Regions from separate parts of the Mus musculus genome. Here all the other regions are linked to region 1. A link is a contact called in public ChIA-PET and HiChIP or PLAC-seq data. All regions are on one chromosome and are shown on one strand. The core of a region is the stretch at or near the end of the contact, and the rest is flanking DNA. Distances in the headings are between cores, read along the strand shown.

Region 1 (3,348 bases), core at 509-3,008:
TTTGTCTGGATTATCCAATAACAAGAGTACGCCATGAAAAGTATTGATAACCATCCCCCCCATCAGCTCAAGCCTCTCCTACAAAGCAGCTGCTCTCTGGCTCTTGCGCTCCCGCAGATAATGTGTATACACATAGCTCAAGCATATGAGAAGTACTTGGCATATGTCATTGATAAATGTGGTAAGTGAATTATTGAGTATGTGAACTTTGAAGTCAGAGTTATTTGCATCAGATCATTCCAATGCCAAACCAAAAAAAAAAAAAAAAAAAAAAAAGAAAAAACCTTAAAAAGTGATTAGTAAAGATGTTTCCAGTTTTACCATCATTCTCAACCTGTGTCTAGTCAATCTGAGGATCCATGAGTGATGTCATTTCTCCTGGTAAAAGGAACAGAACTTTACATGTGCGTGCTCTTGCTGTTTTTCACACTCGCCCACTGACCCAAAAGAAGAACAAGCATGTAATGTTTCCCCGTTTCATATGACATTGTAAGAGTGTGCATATTTGGCAGTGCTTGAGAACTGAGTAAACAAGCTGAAATTTCTATCGGCTGAAAAAATGTTGGGGAATCCTAACAGAATAAGCCCTTACGAGGCAAAAAGCCTTGTATTTGTTTGTTTGTTTGTTTGTTTGTTTTCTATAAAATGAAGTCTCTAACTACACAGTAGGCAAAACACGCTAACAGGAAATTTATTATCATTCAAAACATACTAGACAGGCTATGTCTATCAAGACGAAGATGTTCCGATGGCAGCTGTACTGCTTACCTGTTCCAGAACGTCCAACTTTAACTCGAGTTTGCTGAGAACCACGTCCCCACCCCATAGTGAAAGCTGGAGATCTGAAGGTTTTAAGTTCTTGATATAGCGATTCACATAACTCATTAAAATTGGAGTTACGTACGACTCCAGCATCTTCAAATTTAAGCGTCGAAGTCAGATCCTGAAAAGGGTAAAGACGGAAATTTTGTAAGTAACTGAATCGACAGGCAGCAACTGGAAATGCACTTCTCAGGAAGCTTGGCAAGGCCGCTCTCCCGGATCGCCCGCCCGCCCTCCGGGTCCGGGCGCGAGCTCCCCGCTAACTGAGCGCCTCACCTGACGAGGAGTAGGCAGAGAGGCTGGAGGCGGCCGGCCCCCGGGCGTGGGAGGACAGCACGTCCTGCTTCACTCCTACCCTAGCGCAGCCCAGCCAGAGGCGGTCGACTCCCGGAACGCAGGCGGATCTCCGGCCATAGGACCGAGCTGGCGTCAGGCCCGCTGCTGCCGCCGCCGCCGCACCCGCTCCAAGGTAAACACGCCACAGAGCGGCGGCGTGCGCTCTTCCTCCGGGTACCTGGCGTCCGCCGCGGAAACGCCTCACGCGTTCCGCGCCACTTCCGGGTGTGCGGGCTTCGCCGTCCGTCAGGTTTCCGCGGTGGGGACAAGGACCCCGCGCGTCTGCCTGCCTGGGACGACTCCGGCTTGGCTAGGCCGGGATCCCCGCTGCCACCGCTCTGGGTTAGGAATTAACTCTACGAAGAGCTCGGTGCGGGATGCGGACCGGTAAAGTGGAAGCACCGGCGATCCGGAAGTGGCGCTGCAGGGACACGGCGATGGCCGGGACGTGACCCAATACTGCCCAAGAGGCTTAGTAGTCGGAGGCGGCAGGAACGCAGGGTGCCGTGGAGGCGGGAGAAGTAGCCTTCGTTCTTCAAGCCCAGAAAATTGAGAAACGGTTGTTTTCCGTGGCTACTGGAAGAACTGGAAAGAGGAACTGGGATTCGGTAGGGTGGAGGTCAAAGACAGGTGGGAGGAGCTAAGAAAGGCGGAAGATTTAAATTTACTGCTGAAGTTTTTTTGCAAGGCCGGGAAAGTGGACGTGGGTACACAGTTGAGATCAGGGGTGAACAGCTTAAAAGAGTGAGCTTAAACCATACTGTACATAATCTCGTTCTCAAAGCAGAGGTGAAATAGCCCCTAGTTAGTGTGCATAGGGTGCATGGAATGGAGAGGACTGGCCTACCGTCTAATATGGAGGTCCCCAAAAAGCTGAGAGAATGTGAAAATAAGAGTCCTGAGCCAAAAGTGAAATAAGTGGTAAGGACAGTGTGGATTATGTTACGATGAAATAGATGTATAGATGTTAGTAGTGGTAACTTGTGGGCTAACAGCAATAACTCAAACATCTACCTTAGAAGATAATAGACTGAGTGGATAGAAATAGCATGGGATATGCTGCCTTTTTTTTTTTTTTAAACCAGCCTCTCTTAATTTTAGGTAACTTTTGAAGAAAACATAGTGTCTTGAAAATAGTTTTCCTTTATAGGTTATTCAATGCCCACTCATAAAACTTTTGAAATTAAAAAAAAATACTATTTCTTGAGAGAATTGGAGATTGCTATAGAAAATGGTATTCGTGAGACTGCCAAAGTTCATTTTAATAGTGAAAATAATGAATTAGATTTCGCAGGCAGAAAAAACAGCAAGCAATTGCTAATTCACAGCAGCTGCTTCCTCAAAAGCCTTAATAAATGACCATGTAATGTGAATGTTATGAAAGCCTAATTAGCAAAATAAACATTTTTCTTGTTACCCAAAATACTTGAACAGCAACTAGGTTGAATCCATGGCTGAGAAGTTTTAATATTAAAATTCCCATAAATCTATACATGTGTGACAATCTAATAAAACACTATCAGGATGTTACTCAGATGCTTAAAATAATATATAGAGTGCTAAACATGAAGTTTTTCTTTTATATCCAGAAAAAAGGTGCCAAATCCCTAGCCTAAAAACATTATCTGGATACAATTTGTTTGTTTACTAAAAGTTAATCATTTTCAACCCATGAGTGTTGTTCTATAATCAAAGTAAGTTTAATTCATTTGTATTATTATTGTTTGTCAAATGAGTAGGCTTCTCCAAAGATCCTCTGTTCTCACATCTTTTTTAAGATTTATTTATTTATTATATGTAAGTACACTGTAGCTATCTTCAGACACCCCTGAAGAGGGCAGCAGGTCTCATTATGGATGGTTGTGAGCCACCATGTGGTTGCTGGGATTTGAACTCAGGACCTTCAGAAGAGCAGTCAATGCTCTTAACCACTGAGCCATCTCTCCAAACCTCTCACATCTTTTCTAAGGCAATATACATAAACACAATATATTTTTGAAGTCTCTTCTGAAAGACCATGAGGCAAATTGGGTAGACAGTAAATCTACAGAAGTAGGTCTCAATCTAGCTCAGAACAGGCTGCTTAGCAGAAACTTTCTCACCATTAAATATACTATTAGCTGTAGGATTTTTGTAGACCTATGTTAGCAAGTGGAGAAAGTTCTCTGTTTCAAGCTTGTGTGTGTGTGT
Region 2 (3,348 bases), core at 539-3,038, 240 kb after region 1:
GGTCAATTACTATGGTCCTAAAAAAGGCAAGAGTGTTTGAGAAATTTAGTTCTGGAAGGAATCCTTTAAGTGGGGAGTTACTTGTGCTATATTAAGGAAAGCAGAGGGAAGAGTTGAGAATTTATCTGCTTTGGATAGCTGAGGAAGAAAACATATTAATTATGTTTCTGGGATAGGCTGTAACAGCTTGTTTGTAAAAAAAAAAAACTGGTTATTACTTAAGAGTTAAATAATGGTTATCAAAATAGTTGGTTTTACCTGTGGGGTAGATTAAATATAATTTTTGAAGCTTAAAAAATTTTAAACAAATTGAAAACATTTTGGAACAATTTTGGGTTAAAAGGTAGGAACATTGTTTCAGGTGTTTCTGTTAGAGGAAAAAACCATTTAAATAATCATGAAAAATTTGGGTTAAGAGGCATGGACATTGTTTCAGGTGTTCCTGCTAGGGAGAAGAACAAGCATTTAAACAACGAAACATGAGAATTTTTGGGTTAAGGTTTTCAGGTGTGCATTTTTTTTTTCGAATTCTCAGCAACAAGACCTCATCCATTGTGTTTGCTTCCTGGGCTCTTTTCACCTAAGTGGAGGGGTTGGAGCCTGCTCTGCCATGCTAAGGCTGTTGGCCATTTGTCCTAGAAGGCAGGCCCCCCTCCCCTCGGCCCCTAGTGGTTTTTCTTGGTATTTTTAGAAGGCAGGGTGTTGTTTTTTGTAAACCCTAAAAGTAGAGCCGGAAGAGAAGCATAGGGACTTGGTGGCACTTTGTAGGGAGAGCCTAGGTGGGGGGTTGGGATCGGAGTTTTTGTTACTTGTCCATTTGGAGTGTCTTGTCTTTAGAGTGGGAAGGCCTGAGTCTTGTGGGCTAGTGCCAGGGGTTACTCACCATCTTTGCTTAATCGGGAGTTATGATGTGGGTCTGTGTGGGTTGCCAGCTATGGTAAGCGTTAGCTGGGTTTGCCTTTGCTTGGCGCCAGATGTGGTTTTGTGTTGTCTTGCTGCTGTGGTGTGTGAACTCCGCTTGGGCAGAGGGAACTCAGGGAGCTAGTCTGCATTTCACCCTACACTGACATCAGGTGTTGGACTTGCAGGAAGTGCCAGTGCACTGCTCAGGGGTGGGAGAACACAGCCTACATTGGGGACCCCTAGCCTGGGTGAGAAACTATGTAGGCTGAGGCCAAAGCTGATGTTTCTTAACTCCTGGACACCCAGACGCTGCTTGGAAGTTCAAGGAATCGGGAAAGGGGGTGCAGGCTGGTGAAGAGGAGTCCTGGTGGGGATGGGGTTGTGGGGGGACTCCAGCTTTGCTTCGTGGAGAGTGTCTGGGAGCGCAGAGGGGCCTTCTGCAGGATACTTAAGCAATGTTGTGATTGTAAAAAGATAAAGCGCAATTAAGATATGTTCTAAGATGATGTGGTGAGGTATGGGGGAAGGGAATGTCTCTGTGGGTCCATGCCTAGGCATCTCTTCCCCTGAGGAACCAGCCACAAGACTGTATAGTATAGAATAGAGTTTATTTAGGGCATGGGGAGGGGAGTTAAGAGAGTAGTAGGGGCAGAGAAAGGCAGAGAGAAGGAGAGAGTCGAGAAGTAGAGGCTGGCCATGACTATGTGGAGAGAGGGGGGATTAGGGTGGGGAGAGTGGGGGAGCAAGGGGCAAGAGAGTAAGAGAACAAGAGAGTAAGAGAGGAGAAGGGGCAAGCAGCCCCTTTTATAGTGGGCCAGGCCTACCTGGTTGTTGCTAACTGTGGGGCGGAGCAAACCTGGCTGTTGCCAGTTAACTGTTGGGGAGGAGTCCAGACAGAGTGCCTAAGTGGCTCTATATGGTGAAGGCTTTCCCCCACGTCGGTTCTTGATGAGAGAGACAGTCCTTGGTTCCAAACTGTTTATTGATTGTTCATTGTGTAGAATACAGTTTCATTAGGGTGGACCAGAGATTAAATACCTTTTGAGGAAGGAATGTTCAGGAAGGGAGGCTTTTGGCTAAACCCTCAGGGCCCATCTAGATACCTCATTAGCATGGAGAACTCTTGTGTTCTGTGCTATGTGACCAGTTGCCAGTTCTTTATGTGAGGAGTCATGGTCACATGTTCCAGGCCAGGAATCTTGAGTAGGTTTTTCTGTAGTAGATGAAACACCTACTGTCCTCAGGTGGGTGCCGGGGTTTCTGAATCCAGTCGACCTTACCAAGTTTTCTGTCACGGTCCCCTCCCCTACATTGACCCTTTCAGTTCCTAGTGGTGTCCAGTTTCATCCCTCTTCGTGCACATGGCAGATTTCATGCTTCTCCATGGTGAAATGGCATTGTCTTTAGAGTGACATTACCTTTCTTTATGTGTTTACTAGTTAGGTTATTTCTGTGTATTGGTGATTGTACATAGTGATATAAGGAATGAGAGCGCAGAGCACTGGCTTTGTTTTCCTTGTGTACATGCTCAGTAGTGTGGCTGCTGGATCACGTGTTTTAAGACCTGTGTCACTACATTCTCTTATTCTCTACTTCATGCTCTTTATAAACAGATAGCACGGAGGAGTGTGTGGCAGTGACTCATGATTTGGGTACTTTGTAGAATACTTTCATTTGTTTGGTTTGGTTTTTGTGTTTCCTCTTTAAGGGCCTCTAGTTGTTTACCTGTGCTCTTCTGTATTTCTTTACTGGAGTTATTTATGTCCTTCTTAAAGCCCTCTATTATCATCATGAGAAGTGATTTTAGATCTGAATCTTGCTTTTCTGGTGTGTTGGGGTATCCAGGACTTGCTATGGTGGGAGAATTGGGTTCTGATGACGCCAAGTACCCTTGCTTTCTGTTGCTTATGTTCTTACGCTTGCCTCCCGACATCTGGTTATCTCTAGTATATCCTGGCCTTGTTGCAACTTCAGAGCTTGCCTAAGTTCCTTCAGTACTCAGCACCGAGGTCAAAACACAACACACCAAGTCACTTAAACTTGCTCAAGTGGATCTGATGATAGACTCTTTTGTGAATATTTATAAATGGATATCCTTAAGAAACATCTCTCACTTCATGCCAGAATTAATAAAATTATTGTTTGCATTTTATTTAATAGTTTCCTAACACTATTATACGTTAGAGAGACTTTGGTTTGATTCTCTTTTGCATTTATTCCCAAGGTAATTGAGTAAATCACATAAGCTTTAGTTTTCTGGTCTAATTCCCGAGTAATTACCTGAAAGACTATAAATATTCAGTAAGTATAAATGAGAAGTAAAACCACTTCTCACTGCAGTAGTACAGTGCCAGAAAGTGCCTAGTAATTACATTCCAAAGTGCTTTCTTTAATTTTAAATTTCATTTTATTTATTTATTGATTGATTGATTGTGTGTGTGTGTG
Region 3 (3,348 bases), core at 590-3,089, 160 kb before region 1:
GTCATGGTGTTTACTACAGCAGCAGAAACTCTCAGGCAGTCATTATATAATTGTATATCAATTAATTGTTAATTTTCCATGTTTAGTATGTATTTAACTTATAGTAGTCATCCTAAGGACAAAAGCTGAACTGAGCTCTGTAACAGAAGTAAAGAATGTGTGAAACCAATAAAGTAGCATTCAAAAGTTGTGTATTTCTCAGATTTTCAATTGCCATAACTACAAACACTTAAAAAATAGCCAAGAAAATTACATGACAGCAACACTTACATATTTATAGTTCTAGCCATATGGGAATCATAGTATCTGGCATTGACTGAACACTTAATTGTGCCTAATTTATTTATCACACATAAAAATAAGAAAACTATTACTGTTCTCATTTTACACAAAGGCTTGGAGTAATACAGATTTGGCAAAATGGATAAGGAAGAGGCAAAATCTAAACCATATTTTTCCTTATTAGAAGGGCTAAATGAAGCTTAAGATATGGGTCACTGGGTAAAAGGGTCAGCTATAAAACTTGAGAATCAGACACCCAAATAATGCACTGCGCTGTGGCCGCAGGTCCATACTAATATTGTAGGTTTGGGTGAAGGGAGAACCTATGAAACGTTCTGGGTTCAACCCTACCTTCAGGTTCAGTGAGAAATCCTATTTCAAAGGAATAGAGTAGACAGTGAAATACTACAGTATTCAATATTCTCTTCTGAACCCCACAAAAAAGCACATATACATACACACATAGGATGTCAAGCTCTTCCATATAGTCAACACTGCTGGGCTTTGCAAGATGTTATAATTAGTACATAATTTACCTTAATCCATTTTCATAAAAAAGGTACATAAAACTAGCACCCTCCAATGTTTCTCTCAAACTTTAAAGATTTTCAGTCTATAACAATTCATTTAAAAGTGTAAGAATCGTACAAGGTGTGCCTTGTAAGTGATCACAGCTGTCCTAATGAAGATAATGCCTGTTGCAGGCAAAAATAGAGTTCTACAGAGATCATTCATTGGAAACAGCTCCTGCTTGGGATATATATGGGGACTGAGGTTCAACCCTCAATACTAGTAATAGTAGGGGGCGAAAATCACCTAAGAAATAACTCAAGAATATTTCCCAAAAAAGTAGAACAGATAGGTAAGTCCTTTAAATAAAAATGAATATGTATTTATTCCAGCTAGTGTTCGTGTTATAAAAGAAGCTCTGCAAAAAACCTTCTGAGTTAACACCAAAACAAAGACAGCACTAGACACGTAATAAAAATGACGCAATATGCAAAGGCAACAAAAATGACATCGACCATCTTAAACAGGTCTGATAAGTGAGCAAGAAGGAAACTAAGCAATGTGAAATTCTAAAGAAAAACAAATATCAATCTAAAAATCTATACCCAGCCAAATTATCAGTCACATATAATTATATTCTGGTTACTTTTTAACTGTCGACTTAGCATGAGGCAGAATCACCTAAGAAGAGAGTCATAATGAGCAATTATCTAGAACAGGTTGGCTTGTGGGAGTATCTGGAAATAGGGAAAGGAAGATCCAGGACTCTGTGGGTAGCTCCATTCCCAGCTGGTGGCCTAGACTATATAAGAGTAAAAAAAGTTAGCTGAACACAAGCAACAAAGAAAGGCTGCAGGCACAATGCTTTCAAGTTCCTGCCTTGAATAAACTATTATCTGGAACTGTAATCCATATGCAAACCTTTCTTCTCTAAAGGTGGTGCTTTTAGGAGAAGGGATGGCCTTTCAGGGTGTTTTACCACAGCAACAGAAATGAAGCTAGGACAAAAGGTAAAAGAAAGAAACCAAGATTTCTTTAGGCAAGCAGATGACTTCCTGTGCTAGAATGCTGAATGTAGAATGTCAAACCGCAAGAGCGCAGAGTGGGTCAAGAAAGGAAACACTCATCTGAGAAACAGAGTGCAAGAAAAGAAAAAACAAAAACAAAAACAAAACAAAAAGGAATTTCAAGAAATCTTCAGTTAGGACTGGAGACTAAACAGACATTGAATGAGGAAAGAACACTAAAAGAATCATTACAAAATTAAAGCATACATTTAGAATTTCTATGTTTTTCAAAATATGTACAGGAAATACTAAAGAATCAAGAATAAAACTAGTCACACAAATTCTATTAAAGTTTTAAAAAAGAAAAATCTCAAGATATGTATTTCTATCATGTAACACTATATAGTCTTAATATGCTTACACTGGATAAAGAGTTACTAAGGAGAAAGGAAGAACAGATAGTATTGGCCCTAAAAAATAGATCCTGAGTAGCAAGGACAATAATATCGTACTACTTGTGAGACAGGGAGTTGGGAGACAGACAGAGACAGAGAGAACATAAAAGATCCAAATGAGTTGATCTGCATGCAGTGGGGAGATGACCTTAGGTTACTCAGGTAAAGCCAATATGATGGGACAAATCCTTAAGAGACAAAAGGGAAACATAAAGGAAGAGAAAAGGAGACATGAAGTCAGAAGCACTGGCAAAAAAGCATGATACTGATGCTCTGAAGCCAGGGAAGGTGACCACAAACCAAGAACAGCTCATGCTTCTGGAAGCTGGAACAGACAAAGACGGGCTGCCCCTGAAGAAACCAGATAGCTAAACTATCGACACCTGATTTTATCTGAAATTCTTTGCACTCCCATTTATATACAATTGTAAGAACAAAAAATGTGATGTAGGGATGTAGAAATGGTACAGCAGTACTGTTTCTGGCTAAGGAACCAAGTTTGGTTTCTAACACCCACATCAGGCAGCATACAACCACCTATAATTCCAGCTCCAAGGGATCCAATGCCTCTGGTCTTCTTAGGCACCTACGCACATGTGCATATATATACCCCTACATATAATTTTTAAAAACATTATTTTTAAAGTTAGTTTGTGAAAACATGCTCTTTTCATTAAAGTTATATTAGAGAAGCAATACAGAATTAAAATTCTTATATCCAATATTAAAACTTATATAGATAAGGGGGCTGGAGAGATGGCTCAGCACTTAAGAGAACTGGCTGCTGTTTCAGAGGACCTGGGATTAATTTCCAACATGCACATGGCAGCTCACAACCATCTACAACTCAAATTCTAGGGCATCTGAGAGTCCCTGTGACATCTGAGAGCACCAGGAACATACATGGTACACAGACATATATGCAAGCAAAAACACCTATACTATACACACACACACATACACAGACATTGTTTTAAAATATTAAAAGATGCCTAAACACAGACAATTTAAAAATTATATTAAATTGTATAAAACTAAGAGTTGCAAATAAGTATCAATGAATCAGATACGAATTATTGCTTCTAAAAGGCAGT

Evidence for each region. ChIA-PET counts read pairs in DNA pulled down with a chosen protein or histone mark. HiChIP or PLAC-seq counts read pairs in DNA pulled down with a chosen protein or histone mark.
Region 2: an H3K4me3 HiChIP or PLAC-seq map of the SCID.adh cell line shows a contact between it and region 1, with 11 read pairs. The contact joins the enhancer-like site here to the promoter of Vps13b in region 1. A contact is called at or near these places in 1 of 39 promoter capture datasets (HPC-7-derived erythroid cells) and 4 of 115 datasets of contacts at active chromatin or transcription factors (the SCID.adh cell line, bone marrow-derived macrophages and embryonic stem cells).
Region 3: an RNA polymerase II ChIA-PET map of memory CD8 T cells shows a contact between it and region 1, with 7 read pairs. The contact joins the enhancer-like site here to the promoter of Vps13b in region 1. A contact is called at or near these places in 13 of 39 promoter capture datasets (the 3T3-L1 cell line, 3T3-L1-derived adipocytes, the HPC-7 cell line and 9 more), 1 of 484 Hi-C or Micro-C datasets (embryonic fibroblasts), 10 of 115 datasets of contacts at active chromatin or transcription factors (the 230-238 cell line, the SCID.adh cell line, VIP interneurons and 5 more) and 3 of 9 other capture datasets (adipose tissue, liver and pancreatic islet).

What each region holds. Positions count from the first base shown.
Region 1 is chr15:35,369,528-35,372,875 of GRCm38.p6, reverse strand. Vps13b (vacuolar protein sorting 13B) reads right to left here and starts at 1,758. Exons shown (of 62, transcript NM_177151.4): 1 at 1,099-1,758; 2 at 769-943. The coding sequence starts at 915. LOC115488525 (a long non-coding RNA gene) reads left to right here. Exons shown (of 2, transcript XR_003951638.1): 1 at 1-181; 2 at 716-2,648.
Region 2 is chr15:35,134,126-35,137,473 of GRCm38.p6, reverse strand. All of the region lies in intron 1 of Stk3 (serine/threonine kinase 3), which reads left to right. Among named protein-coding and RNA genes, the nearest start is that of Stk3, 20 kb to the left of the region's middle. Within about 2 kb of position 1,788, at least 14 of the 459 cell types and tissues checked have an H3K27ac peak or open chromatin away from gene starts, as enhancers often do. A contact at or near this core is called in the SCID.adh cell line, where this site is marked.
Region 3 is chr15:35,528,067-35,531,414 of GRCm38.p6, reverse strand. All of the region lies in intron 17 of Vps13b (vacuolar protein sorting 13B), which reads right to left. Among named protein-coding and RNA genes, the nearest start is that of Gm24771, 42 kb to the right of the region's middle. Within about 2 kb of position 1,839, at least 18 of the 459 cell types and tissues checked have an H3K27ac peak or open chromatin away from gene starts, as enhancers often do. A contact at or near this core is called in memory CD8 T cells, where this site is marked.